Regions from separate parts of the Ovis aries genome. Here region 1 is linked to region 2. The links are chromatin contacts, called in public Hi-C maps. All regions are on one chromosome and are shown on one strand. Each heading gives the region's core, a stretch centred on a gene start, on an enhancer-like site or on the middle of the called end of the contact. The rest is flanking DNA. Distances are from core to core; before and after follow the strand shown.

What was found. A called contact is a pair of places that touch in the nucleus more often than the background predicts.
Region 1: a Hi-C map of hypothalamus shows a contact between it and region 2, with 2.6 times the contacts expected there. The contact joins the enhancer-like site here to the promoter of CEBPB in region 2. A contact is called at or near these places in 3 of 16 Hi-C or Micro-C datasets (blood and hypothalamus).

What each region holds. Positions count from the first base shown.
Region 1 is chr13:78,371,750-78,378,689 of ARS-UI_Ramb_v3.0, reverse strand. It overlaps LOC132657584 (a long non-coding RNA gene), which reads left to right and starts at 6,804. Exons shown (of 2, transcript XR_009595989.1): 1 at 6,804-6,940. Within about 2 kb of position 1,814, at least 12 of the 54 cell types and tissues checked have an H3K27ac peak or open chromatin away from gene starts, as enhancers often do. A contact at or near this core is called in hypothalamus, where this site is marked.
Region 2 is chr13:78,222,213-78,228,956 of ARS-UI_Ramb_v3.0, reverse strand. It overlaps CEBPB (CCAAT enhancer binding protein beta), which reads right to left and starts at 1,975. Exons shown (of 1, transcript XM_004014883.5): 1 at 64-1,975. The coding sequence starts at 1,756. The coding sequence ends at 704.

The sequences.
Region 1 (6,940 bases), core at 565-3,064, 150 kb before region 2:
GACAAATTAATATAACATGTCCTGTGTGCAGCTTCCCTGGTGGCTCAGATGGTGATGAACTGTCTGCACTGCAGGAGACCTGGGTTTGCTCCCTGGGTCGGGGAGATCCCCTGGAGAAGGAAATGGCAACCCACTCCAGTATTCTTGCCTGGAGAATCCCATGGAGTCAAGGAGCCTGGCGGGTCACAGTCCGTGGGGTTGCAAAGAGTCGAATGTAACTGAGTGGCTAACACATTTTCATGTGTATTAGAAGGTGATAAGTAGCTTGGAGAAAAACTAAGTAGAGAGGGATCCTGTAATGGGGAGGGTCATCAGTGGCATCACACTTTACAGGTGAGTGCTGTCATCACCCGCATTTTGCAGATGAGGAAACTGGGGCCCAGAGAGGCTGTGCGACTTGCCCAAGGTCACACAGCTCTTAAGCGTCAGAGATAGGATTTGAACCCAAGCCCGGTGGCTCCAGAGTCCTGGCTCCTGAGATGATGAGGAGCCTAGTCCCCTGCCTTTAGCACAGGCACCCGCATAGCCATGGGACAGGAAGGGGCTCAGGGAGGAAAGGCCGCCAAGACCAGCTCCCAGATGTGCAGCCTTGGAAGGTATTTCTCCTGCCTGGGCCTCACTTTGCACTTCTGCAAAACGGGGAGCTGCAATTCCTTTTTTTTTTTTTTTAATTAATTTATGTTTTATTGAAGGATAATTGCTTTACAGAATTTTGCTGTTTTCTGTCAAACCTCAGCATGAATCAGCCATAGGTATACATATATCCCCTCCCTTTCGAACCTCCCTCCCATCTTCCTCCCCATCCTGCCCCTCTAGGTTGATCCAGAGTCCTCGTTTGAGTTTCCTGAGACCTACAGCAAATTCCCATTGGCTGTTTATTTTACATATGGTGATGTGAGTTTCCATGTTCCTCTTTCCGTGCATCTCGCCCTCTCCTCCCCTCTCCCCATGTCCATAAGTCTATTCTCGATGTCTGTTTCTCCACTGCTGCCCTGTAAATAAATTCTTCAGTTCCACTGGAGCTGCAGTTCTTGCCTAGAGTGGGGGCACCCCAGGGTGACCCCCAGCAGCTTTCATACTTGCCCTGCAATCTATCCTCTACCAGGGGCACCTCCATAATAGACCTCGTCACTCCCCAGCACGAACACCCTGATGGCTCCACTGCACTAGGAACAAAGTTCCAGCTGCTCTCCCTGCTGGGGTGCTCTCTGCTCGCTCTCCCTGCTGCGGCGCCCTGGCCGCCAGCTGCTTCTGCCCATGCCCTGGTGCAGGCCTGCCTCCGGCTCTTCGCCTGCACCCCCTTTGCCTGGAACCCCATTCCGCACAGATGGGCAACAAACAGGACTCGGCCCTCACCTGAAAGCCAGAGCTCTGCTGTCCCCTTGGCATCGAGATGCAAAGACACCCAGATGGAGACGGAGACGCTGACAGAGGAGGCAGCCTCTCTCGACACACACCAGATAGACGGCGCCAGGGACGCAGCCAGAGGCGGATGCTCACCCTGCTGCAGACACACCCAGGAAGGCACGCTGGGCCGCGGCAGACACAGGGAGCCGCAAGCCTGCTCAGACACAGCGCCTCAGCGTGCAAGGCATGCCTGTGCGCACTCAGCGACGGTGTCAGGCACACGTGCCCCTCTGTGCACACACTCACGCTCCACCAGCACACACACACACACACAGGTGCGGGCACACATCTCCCTCAGGTGCCCGGAACAGCCCTGTGCCAAGTGTCCTGGGCCGGGGACTGCCCACAGCCAGCCCTGGCAGCAAGGTGTCCCCGAGAACAATGGTGCCCCTCCCCTCCCGCCGCGCAGACACAAGGAGCCATTGTCAGGCTGCCGCACACGACGGGCAGACTCTCCACAGCCCTCCCAGCGGCTGCGCCCGAGTGTGGGGGCGGAAGGCTGGCGGCTCCCCAGGCCCACCTGCTCCCATCCGCCCACCCCGGACCCCACCTCCTCCAGAGCCTCCAGCCCGGTCCTACAGACCCCAAGGGGCCTAACCCTCCGGCCCACCTCCCCTGTGGGTCTCATTAACCCTCCTCAGGGGGGAGTCAGGGTTACCAGGGGCAGGGCTTGGTGGCCCAAAGTGTGGAACGTAGATTGAACACCCATGCTGTGTGACCCCAGGTGAGTCACTCCGCCTCACTGAGCTCCCGTGCCTCATCCATAAGGTGGGATAATGCCACCAGCTGCCTCATAGGGTTGGGAGGATAGCAAATGGAGGCAGAGCATACAGAATGCCAAGGCAGGGGGTGCAGCCTAGGAACCGGGAGGCCTGGGCTCCAGGACCAGCCCTGCGGCTTCCTGGCTACAAGGCCTTGAGCGATCAGCGTCCCCTCCAGACCTCAGCCTTCTCACCACGGAGTGGGGATGATCACGGTCCCTTCCACCGAGCTGGTGTCCACTCCAGCTGGGGGTGGGTCTGGCACACAGCAGGCACCCAATCAGTGCTGGCCACGATCCATTATCTTACATGGACGAGGGCTCCTTTATTCATTGGTACCTTCCTTTCATTTGTTTGACACTATTTCCTGTGGACCTACTATGTGCTCCTGAGCTTGCTGGGCCACATGGGCCTCGTAGATGTTTACTGACTGCCTGAATGAAAACTGTGGTGTCAGAGAAGACTCTTAAGAGTCTCTTGGACAGCAAGGAGATCGAACCAGTCCATCCTAAAGGAAATCAGTCCTAAGTGTTCATTGGAAGGACTGATGCTGAAGCTGAAACTCCAATACTTAGGCCACCTGGTGCGAAGAACTGACTCATTTGAAAAGACCCTGATGCTGGGAAAGATTCAGGGCAGGAGGAGAAAGGGACAACAGAGGACGAGATGGTTGGATGGCATCACAGACTCAATGAACATGAGTTTGAGTAAGCTCCAGGAGTTGGTGAAGGACAGGGAAGCCTGGCGTGCTACAGTTCATGGAGTCACAAAGAGTCAGACACGACTGAGTGACTGAACTGACTCAATGAATGAACGAAAGAAGGCAATTCAGTGCCCATCATGCCCTCCAGGCACTCCAAGGACAGCAGCTCAGAGTGGTCGGGTGGCCTGGGCCAGCCTCTTAGAGGCTTGTGACATCCAGCCAGGGTCCTTTGTTGGTAAAGTGGCAACCGGACCACTGACCCCAGCCCCAGAAGTGAGGCTAAGGTGACAAGCAGCGCGGAAAGGGGAGGAGCTGTCGCTCAGGGAGCAACTACCATCTGGGGTCACCCTGCTGGGGGCACCCCGATCTTTTCATGACCTGCTCCTTCTCATCCTTAGGTCTCTGTGCAAACAGATCCTCCCCTAGGCAGCCGTATACCCACCTCCTGATCCCCACTGCCGCAATCTGATCAGTTTCATCAGAAAACTTTCAGCACCACCTGACTTCAGGTGATGTGTTCCTTGGCTCGTTTAGTTTACTATTTCCCGCTAAACCAGGGTTTCTCAGTCTTGGCACTCTGAACATTTGAGGTCAAATCATTCTTTGCTGTGAAGCGGTGTCCTGGGCGTGCCATGATTGGTTCAGCAGCACCCCTGGCCTCTCTCCGCTGATGGCAGTAGCATCCCCTCCCCCCACCCACATTTGTTATGACACCACAAAGGCCTCAAACATTGCCAAGCGTCCCTGGGTGACATAATAGTACCCAGCTGAGAGCTGCTGTCTGCAGTAATGAGCTCAAAGTGGGCAGGGATCCTTATCTAGTCAGTTTCCTGCTCTATGCCCCAGAGTGTACAGTAAGTATTCAATACATTCTTATTGGGTGAATCTTAAAGAGATATATCGCAAAGACATGCTCTTCTTTTTCTCAGAATGCTTTTCCACACCTTTGTCTGGTGAACTCCTACTCATACTTCAAGACCCTGGTAGGCAATGTGTATGAGAAAAGTGGGCTGAGCAGGGACTGGGAGGAAGAAGAAAATATCTGCTCTGTGCTGCTCTGAAAGGGGAACCATGACCCCCTCCAGCTTCTCCACGCCCTGCAGGAAAGCGGACCCCGCACAGCCTGAGATTCCTGTTTCTTAAGAGAAGTCAGAAAAATGGATTTTACATCAACTTTCCTGGTATCTTGAATGTTGGTAACTGATTCACATTTTTTTAAATTACATCAAGGGCCAAACCAAACATATTCCTGGGCTGGATAGGGCCTGTGGGTGGCAGCAAGGTTTGCCCTGAGGGGTTTGGGGGTCTGGCCACCTCTGGGTACCCTGAAGGGTCAGAAGACAGTTCTTGCTCGTGTCTCACTTGCATCCGCTTTGCTGTAGTAGTGTGGAAGGGGTCCTCATAGGGCAAGGCAGCTCTGACGAGCAGAAGTGAAACTGCCAGCAGAAGACGGGGTTCACAGGCAATTGCTCAGCCCACCCTAGGCTGGCTACAGGCCCAGTTCAACCCAGAGCCCAGGGTGGAGGTCCAGGTTGGCGGGGGGGGGGGGTCACATCCTGGGGCCTGTGCCAAGCCAGTCTGTGGCTCTGAAATTTCCACACGGTGGGCCTAGTGTTGGGGCTGTTCACCCCAGATTCCTCGGCCTCTCTAAGAAATAAAAACAGGGAAACAAAGGCGGGGGCGGGGCCTCACTGAGAGTTTGGCCTGTAGTCTCGTGGGCAGGCACAGGAGGGGTAGGAGGTGGACTTCTCTGGAAAGTCCCTCTGCTTCGGGAACTGGCTGGATGCCAGGGAGAGAAGACACCCGGAGGCTCCGAGTCTCTGAGGCTCCAGCCATATCCAACAGCTCCTCTGACATCTGCCCTTCCTGGGACAGAACTTTCCAGAAACGGAAAATTGAGAAAGCCCCTCTCTGGAAACCCTGGGCCCCCTTGATGGGAACTAGGGGGCTACAGGGCAAGGGCATGAACCCCAGGCCCAGGGTTCGATGTCCCTTGAAGCCACAGCCAGCCTCTCCTGTGCCCACAGCCCTTTTGGGGGTCTAAAGAGCCCCCCAGCCATTTCCCTCAGCCAGGCCCAGGTCACAGCAGACCCTGTCACCACCGTCCAGGAGGCTGCAGCCCCTGGACCACACCTCAGAGTCCCCCCACCAGGCAGTGGGCCTGGCCTCTCCAGTGTGGGTTCTGTATCTGCAACAGGCATCCTTTTGTGATGGGAAGTCAAGCATGTAGCACGTGATTGGTGCTGGGAAGGGAGAAAAGGAAGTAACGCTTTAGTGAGCAAGGACTCTGCTGGTCAGAACCGTCTCTACACTCAGCCTTCAGCCTCACCACATAACCCTGCCTGGGTGCAGTCAACAAACATTTGGTGAGCAACTGCTGTGAGCCAGGCCCTCAGGGTTTAAAACAGAATAACACAGAATTGAGCTCTGTCCCCTTGGAGCATATAGTCTGGAGGACAGGGATTAATAAAGTCCCCAAATCATGTCAAGCAGTTGGAGGGACATTAACACAGGGCAAAGGGGTAATGAATCTGCCTATAATACAGGAGACCCGGCTTCAATCCCTGGGTCGGGAAAATCCCCTGAAGAAGGAAATGGCACCCCACTCCAGTACTCTTGCTGGAGAATTCCACGGACAGAGGAGCTTGCTGGTCCACAGGGTCCCGAAGAGTTGAACATGACTGAGCAACTAACACTTTTGAAGGGTTAAAGAGTAATGGGGAGCAACTTAAAAGGTCAGAGCTGCCTCCTGAGGGCATTTCAGTAGAGACCCCAATAGGGTAAGGAGGGGTATCTGGAGGAAGGATCTTGCAGGCAGAGGAAGCAGTGAGTATAAAGGCCCTGGGGCAGGAGTGTATTTAGCCTGCTGGCAGAACACAAGTTGCCCAGTGTGGCTGGAGGGGAGGGAAGGAGAGAAAATAGAAGAAGATGAGCTTGAGGGGGAGCAGAGGGGCAGTTATGCAAGCCCTGGGAACCACAGGAAGACTGGCTTTTCTGCCAAGTGAGGTGGGAGCCACATGAGGATTCCGAGCAGAGGAGGGTCATGACCCGACTTCCTATTATTCGCCCCATGTTAGAGATGAGGAAACTGAGGTTCAGAGAGGTGAAATCACTGGCCCAAGGTCACACAGCCAGTGAACATCCCTGGTGGAATTTGAACCAGCATTCCTGTGACTCTCCATCTTTCCATTTCCTGACAGTTCCTGGTTTGGGGGAACCTTCTAAGGTGGCACAGTGGTAAAGAACCTGCCTGCAATGCAGGAGACATGGGTTCAATCCCTGGGTCGGGAAGATCCCCTGGAGGAGGGCATGGCAACCCACTCCAGTCTTCTTGTCTGGAGAATCCCATGGACACAGGAGCCTGGCGGGGTGCAGTCCATGGGGTTGCAAAGCGTCAGACACAACTGAGCATGCTCCTGCGCATCTGGTTCTGGTGCAAGTCAGGAGGCCAGATCGGGGCAGAGAAGGGACTTGGAGCTGCTGTTTACAGCTCCTTCCTCTGCCCAGCGCCACACCTCCTCATCAGGCCCTCTCCCTCACCCCCACCATCCTCCAACTGCCTGGATGAGCTCCTAACCTTTCAGACCATCCCCTCCCCGGTACAGACCGGCTTTCCAATAACAGACCAGAGGGGCCATTCGAAGGACCCAGCGCACGTGGCAGGGCGCCAGCTGAGAACCTGGAGCGCCTGGGGCCGCTGCTGCTCTGCCCCTGCCGTGCAGAGTGGCCAGGGCAAGTCCCCAGCCTCCAAAGTCAGGCTTGTTTCGAGGACAATCACTTTCTTTTTCTTGTAAAAAGAAGAGAAATGGTCAGCCCTTCAGTTTCACTCTGAGCCTGTCAATGTCTTTCCAGTAACTGCAGGGCAGGGGGCTGGGCCACTCCTGGAGGCGGCCTGTGGACGCGTGGGGCACTGTGGTTGATGCCACCTGGCCCCCCTTGCATCACCCCACTCCCCACTCCCACACCCCTCCCGCCTCCTCCAATAACTGCGGTCTTCGGTTTCCCTTTAACACCAAACGCAAAACTCTGCTGGAGGTAAGGCAGAAGGGAATCTGTGTGAGTCTGAATT
Region 2 (6,744 bases), core at 726-3,225:
AAAGGGGAAGAAAAAAAAATCAAAGCCAACTACTGCCCCCAAAAGGCTTTTTAAACATTCTCAAAAAAAAAAAAAAGTTTATTAAAAGTGTTCTTAATGCTCGAAACGGAAAAGATTCCCAAATATACAGATGCCTCTTTTTTCATAGAAATAGATTTTTTTTTATAATACAAAAAAAAAAGGCCAAAAAAAAAAAAACACCAACAAAAACAAAAAACAACATCAACAGCAACAACCCCGTAGGAACATCTTTAAGCGATTACTCAGGGCCCGGCTGACAGTTACACGTGGGTTGCGTCAGTCCCGTGTACACACGCGTTCAGCCATGTTTAAACCGATTGCATCAACTTCGAAACCGGCCCGCCCGCCGGCGCCCAGAGAGGGGGGGTGGGCAGAATGAGAGGCAAGAGTTTATCATTCATCTGTACACATAGACATCTCTTCTTTAAATAACACCACGGGCGGGCGCCCCGTCTGCACGTGCGGCTGGTGTGGACAAAAATATAGATAGATATATATAATAAAATATTAAAATTACCGACGCGCTCCCCGCGCTGCCCAGTGCCCCAGTGCCAAAGTTCTGCCGGCGCCGCCAGGGGCGCGGGCGGGCGCGCGGGCGCTCCCCGGAGTCTCGGCGGCCGCGGCGCGCCCGGCAGCGCGGGGGCCGGCCGGCCGGCCGCGGGGGACGCGCACGGGGGCCGCGCTAGCAGTGGCCGGAGGAGGCGAGCAGGGGCTCGGGCAGCTGCTTGAACAAGTTCCGCAGGGTGCTGAGCTCGCGCGACAGCTGCTCCACCTTCTTCTGGAGCCGCTCGTTCTCGGCCGTGAGCTCCAGGACCTTGTGCTGCGTCTCCAGGTTGCGCATCTTGGCCTTGTCGCGGCTTTTGCGCACCGCGATGTTGTTGCGCTCCCGCCGGATCTTGTACTCGTCGCTGTGCTTGTCCACCGTCTTCTTGGCCTTGCTCTTGACCTGCGAGGGCGCCGGCGCCGCCCCCGCGTAGCAGGCGGCGGCGGCCGGGGGTGCCTTGGCGTCGGCGGGGCTCGGCGTGCCGGGCGGGCTGGACGACGAGGACGTGGACAGGCTCCCGCTGCTGCCGCTCGGCACCGCCTGGTAGCCGAGGTAGGCGCGCAGCGCGTACGGGAAGCCGGCCGCCATGCCCGCGGCGCCGCCGCCCGGAGCTCCGGCCTCCTCCTTCCGCTTGCAGTCCGCGGGCTCGAAGCCCGGCTCCGCCTTGAGCTCCGCCGGCGGCGGCGGCGGCGGCGGCGGCGGTGGCGGGTGCAGGGGTGCGAAGCAGCCCGGGTGCAGCGCGCCCTTGGCGGCCCCCAGGCGGCCCAGGCTCACGTAGCCGTACTCGGCCGCCTTCTTGCAGTTCTTGCCCCCGTAGTCGTCGGAGAAGAGGTCGGAGAGGAAGTCGTGGTGCTGCCCGGAGGAGGCGGGCGCGGGGGCGGGCGCGGGCGGAGCCGCCTCGAAGGTGTCCGTGGCCGTGGTGGGTGCCGGGGCCTGCGGCGCGCCCAGCGGCTCCAGGTAGGGGCTGAAGTCGATGGCGCGCTCGTGCTCTCCGATGCTACCCAGCTCGCCGGCGGGGGGGCGCGGCCCGGGTCTGGCCGCCGGGGGCGCCGCGGGGGCCGCCTTGCCGCCGTACGCAGCAGCCAAGCAGTCCGCCTCGTAGTAGAAGTTGGCCACTTCCATGGATTTAAAGGCGGGCGGCGGCGGCGGCAGGGGGAGACATGCTGGGTCCCAGGCCACCAGGCGTTGCATGAACGCGGGTGCCCGGGGAGGGGGCCTGGGGCTGCCCGCGCCGGCCGGCCCGCAGGTGGCGCGGCCTCCCGGCTCCGAACAGTCGCTGCTGTGTCGCCGCCGCTGCTGCTGCTGCTGCCGCCGCCGCTGCTCCGGGGTGGCCGCTATCAGTGCGGGGGGCTGCCGGCCGGACCCTCGGGTGGGTCCCCTTCCCGGTCCCGTGCGCGGCTCTGACTCGCTAAAGTTTCTCCCGAGCCCGTTTATTTATAAAGGCGGGCCATAGCAACGGCTGCGTCACGCCCGGCGGCGGCCCCTCCCTCCCCGGGCACGCAGAGGACACGCCGCGGCCGCCCGGGACCCCCGGCCGGGCGCCGGCGGGCCGGCCTGGAGACCCGGAGCGCGCCCCCGGGGGTCCCCCGGCCTGCGGGGCCGGGGTGGGGGGCGGCCTCGGGCCCCCGCCCTGTCCACTCCCACCCGGCGGCCCCGAGATGGCGAGCGCGGAGAGGCGCGAGCCCGCCCCCGGACCGCCCCCTCTGGGCCGGCCGGCGGACGAGAAGGGAGGGGGAACCCGGGGAGGGGGCCGGGCGGCCGTCTGCTCCCACCCTGAACGCGGCCGCCGCCCGCCCCCTGCTGGAGGAGGCGCTGGCCTTCGGGAGCCGCGGCCGCCGGACCTGGCTCTCCAGGGAGGGGGCGCGCCCCTCTCCCCCCAGCCAGGGATGCTGGAGACCCCAACCCCCTCCAGCTCGGACTCCCGGAGGGGTGAGCCGCCTCCACAGCCCTCCCCCGAGTGCGGCCTCGCCGCTAAACTGGCACCCCTCCCCAGATCTGGACAGGAGGGACTCACACCTGCGGTGACTCCCCTTCTGAAATAGGAAGACCTGGGGTTGGGGGCTTGGGGAGGTGCAAACAAGGGGGCGAGCGCCCCTCCCCCGGCCCCGCCCCCCGCACCTGCCTGCTCCCTCCCCCTCGGACCACACCTGGGTCTTCTCCAGCCCCACCCCGCCCTGACCTGGGGCCCCCTCCCCGGAGGGTGGAACGGGGGTGGGGTGCCCCCCGACCACACGCTGTGTGACCTTGGACTAGTCACTTGGCTTCTCCAAGTTTAAGTCTGCGAGGGTGTCCTTACTGTTATCTTTATTAGTTGTATTAACTGTCTCCAACGCAGACTCCCAAACGCTCACCGCTCTGGGACACACATCAGAAAGAAGGGCCTCTTCCCAGTACAAAGAGGCCCAGAGGCCCACAGCACACCCAAGATCACACAGCTTCATGTTCCCCACTGTTCTCAAAAGAAAAGCCCTTATCCAGGCACCCTCAGAGCTGTTCGTCATCCCCCTCCCAAAGCACCTGTATCTGAGGCTGGTGGGTGGGGGTCCAGGCAGGACCCAGGGGGCCATGCAGAAGGGAGGAAGGAGTTCTCCTCTTTTAGCAGGCCCCTGCTGTGTGGTGAGAGGGGTCTGGACCCAGAGCTTGCTTTTTCACCCTGCCAGGAGGATGCCCTCGCGGCCCTTGGTTCACAGAGAGGGAGACGAGATGGCCCACCAGGATGGGAACGCCGGCCCCAGGCCCTCCCTGCTGAGTGGGTGCCAGCCGCCCTGGCCCTCTCCTGCACCATTCCAAGGCCATTTCGGCAGCCCCTTGGGCCTACCCTTCTGCCACTCCCAGACCCCGGCACCCCAGGCAGGAGCTCCCAGCCTGCCTGGTGCTGACCCCCGACCCACTGACCCCAGCCCTGGCCCTGGCGGGCAGGCGGGCATTGCTCAACCTTCAGCGTTATCTGCTGAGCTGGGGTGACCTCCGCTCCGGAGAGCTGGAGAAATGACATCTCTGAGTGCCCTTGGGGGTGGGGGGCAGGGAGGGACAGAGTGAAACACTGGCCCAGCCTGCTGGCTTTCTGGGCCTTCCCAGCAGCCTCTGGGCCAGGGAGGGACCTAAGGCCCTGGGGCCACGCAGCCAGGACTCCCAAGCTGCAAAATGGGACACTCAGGGCTGAGCTGAAGCGCCACTGCCCCCAGAGGCCCTCCCAGCCCCACCTGCTGGCAAACTTCCTTCCTAGCCCTTATCTCCAGCCACCAAGATCCTCGTCTTGTCTGCCTCAGTCCCCCTCCAGACTACCCGCTCTCAAATATGGGAAATCGTGGGTCAAGCATGCTCAAAATGTACTGGGGAACAGGATGCATTTGCACCTCTGGACCAAGAACAGGCTTTCCCCAGCCCTGCCCAAGGCAGCTAGCTCTGCAGGGCTCAGCCCACAGGTGGCCTCCTCTGAAAGCCCTCCCTGACTTCCGGGAGGGATTGCTCTGTTTTGCTCACTGCTGTTCCCCCAGTGCCTGGAATAGTGCCTGGCACAGGAAGGGCTCAATAAATGAAGATGGAGGAGATGGTGAGGTTCCCCCCACACCCCATTAACTGGACTGTGTGACCTCTCTGAGACTCAGCACCCGCCCCGGCCTCTCGGGGTTCTGGGGAGATGCAGTGAGATGTGGGGAGTCTGCAGCTAATCGAAGGATTCGTGTGTGATCTCCAGTCAGTCTTTCACCCTCCCTGAACCGTATTTTAAGCCCTTTGCATCTACTAGTCCGACACAACTGAGCGACTGAACTGAACTGAACTGAACTCATTTCATCCTCCTAATCATTGGTAAGAAGCAGGTCCTATTATCATCCCCACTTTACAGATGAGGAAACTGAGGCCACGCAGAGCTCAGGGTGTCTGTTCAAGGTCACATCCCTGGGGATGGGAAAGATTAATGTCTTCCCAGCCCAGCCTTCCCTTTTGGGTTTGTAATAAATCATAATGGGTCTGATGTGAGCCCCATTTTTCGAGTGGAAAAACTGAGGCTCAGAAAAGGGCAGCTGGGGGTTACACAATGAGCCAAGGGGCCACCCAGGCCCTCAGGACCAGCCCCCAAGGACAGATTCAGTCCCATCGGGGTCTTGCCGTCACCTACCAAACACTGAGCCCCTGGCTTCCCACCCTGCCACCCCCGACGCTGGAGTCAGTGGCGATTCCCACCCCAGCGCCTCCGCAGGTGTCCTGCAGGGAGGCTGCCTGCCCGGGTGACGTAAGCCCTTGTTTTCACAAGGCTGGTTGCTCAACAGGCCCTGCCTGCTGCCCTGCCACTAGCGCTCAGCCTTTCCCCGAGGAGGGGGGTGATGTGACCGAACCACTATGGTCCAGAGCGCCGGAGCACGCCCCAGCGGCCCTGCAGGCGGCGAGGGCTCAGAAAGCGGGGCCCACCTGTCACCTCCCGCGGCGACCTCTCCCAGGTACCGGTGGCGTAGGTGTCCCTAGGAACCCAGGGCGCGGAAGGGTCTCAAGGCGGCAGCCGGCGCCCAGATCCAACCTAGAGACGCGGTCGGTTTGACCCCCGCCCCAGTGATTCGCTTCAGATTTTTTTCTGTCTCGTTTTTTAATGACTGTGTTGCCAACATTTCACAAAATCAAGACATGTCACATCAAAATTCGAAATTCTAGCTTCACTTTTAAAACCGGAAGCTGAGGGCTGGGCCCGTGTGGCTGCGAATGGTGGGCAGGAGCCAGTGGGCGACTGGGGAAGAACAGGCCCTTTCCTGCCTCGGTCCGTGCCCTCCTCTGCCCCCAGACTGCTTTCAGGATTCCTTCTCCCGGTCTCTGCCGCTTTTCTTTAGCCCTGTTTCCAGGAAGAGGAAACCAAAGGTGTCCATTGTTGCTTCTTTGACAGACAGTGGTCAAGGAGTTCTCAGCAGAGCTCAGAAGTCAGCCAGCAGGTCGAAAAATAAGGCTGAAGGAGGAAGCATCAGAGAGGTTCCGGAGAGACGGTCTCTGGAGGCTTTGGACCTGGGATGCTGTGGGGCTGGCCTTCTGTTCCTGCTCTTACCCTCCAGGCCATGGCACTCTGGGGTCCCCTCTAGACCTCAGTCCCTCATCTGGTCAACTGGGGAAACGCCACTCCCTCTCTCGTGGGCATTCTGGGCCTACGGCACCCCCTCACACAGGCCCACCTCAGCACATGAGAGTGAAGGGCCTCCCCTGAGCCCTGCAAAGCACCTGACCCTGCATGTCCCGGAAACCTCCCAAAGCAGGCAGGCCTGCAGGCCTAGGGCTGGTTAGGACTGCGCCTGGCAACACAGGGAACTTGGTGCAAAAGCCAGATCGGTCCTGATTCCTGTGTCCGACGTCTGCCCCCACCACTCCTCCTCTGCCAGGCCTCACTTTCCCCATCTGCCTAGATTAGATCCCAGACAGCTTCCAGGTCCAATGTCCCAGGATCCGCAATTTTGGAATTGGTGGGAGACCCTCGGGGCTGCTAGTGAAACTTGCCTGAGCGCATGCTGCCACCACGTGGCCAGCTCTGGAAATGCAGTCAGTTCAGTTCAGTTGCTCAGTTGTGTCTGACTTTGCAACCCCATGAACCGCAGCACGCCAGGCCTCCCTGTCCATCACCAACTCTCGGAGTCCACCCAAACCCATGTCCATCGAGTCGATGATGCCATCCAACCATCTCATCCTCTGTCGTCCCCTTCTCCTCTTGCCTTCAATCTTTCCCAGCATCAGGGTCTTTTCCAGTGAGTTAGTTCTGGAAATGCAAGAGTGATTTAAATGAATCTTTGATGAAGGATCTACTGGGTACTTGGGCTTATGGGCACTGTGGATACTAATAGATGTTCACATGGCATGAGCAAGCCACCACTGAAAGAAGTAAAAATGTCCAACAAGCAGACAAAGGGTACTTTCCTTTAGTCCTCCATCAGATTTTTTTTTTTTTTTTTTGGAACCTACCATGTCTCATGTCCTAGAGATGTATTCACGAACAAGACAGAAGTGATCCCTGTTCCCATGAAGCTGATATTCCTTTTGGGGAAGATAAACAGTAAACAAGGTAAATGAGTTAAGCATACAGTGTGTTATATTCTGGGAAGTTCCATGGAGAAGAATACAGCAGAGGATGGGGATGGGGAGTGCTGGGGGATTTTACTTTAACTTGAGAGTGGTCAAATAACGGTGCCACATACCCAGTTGTGTCCAAC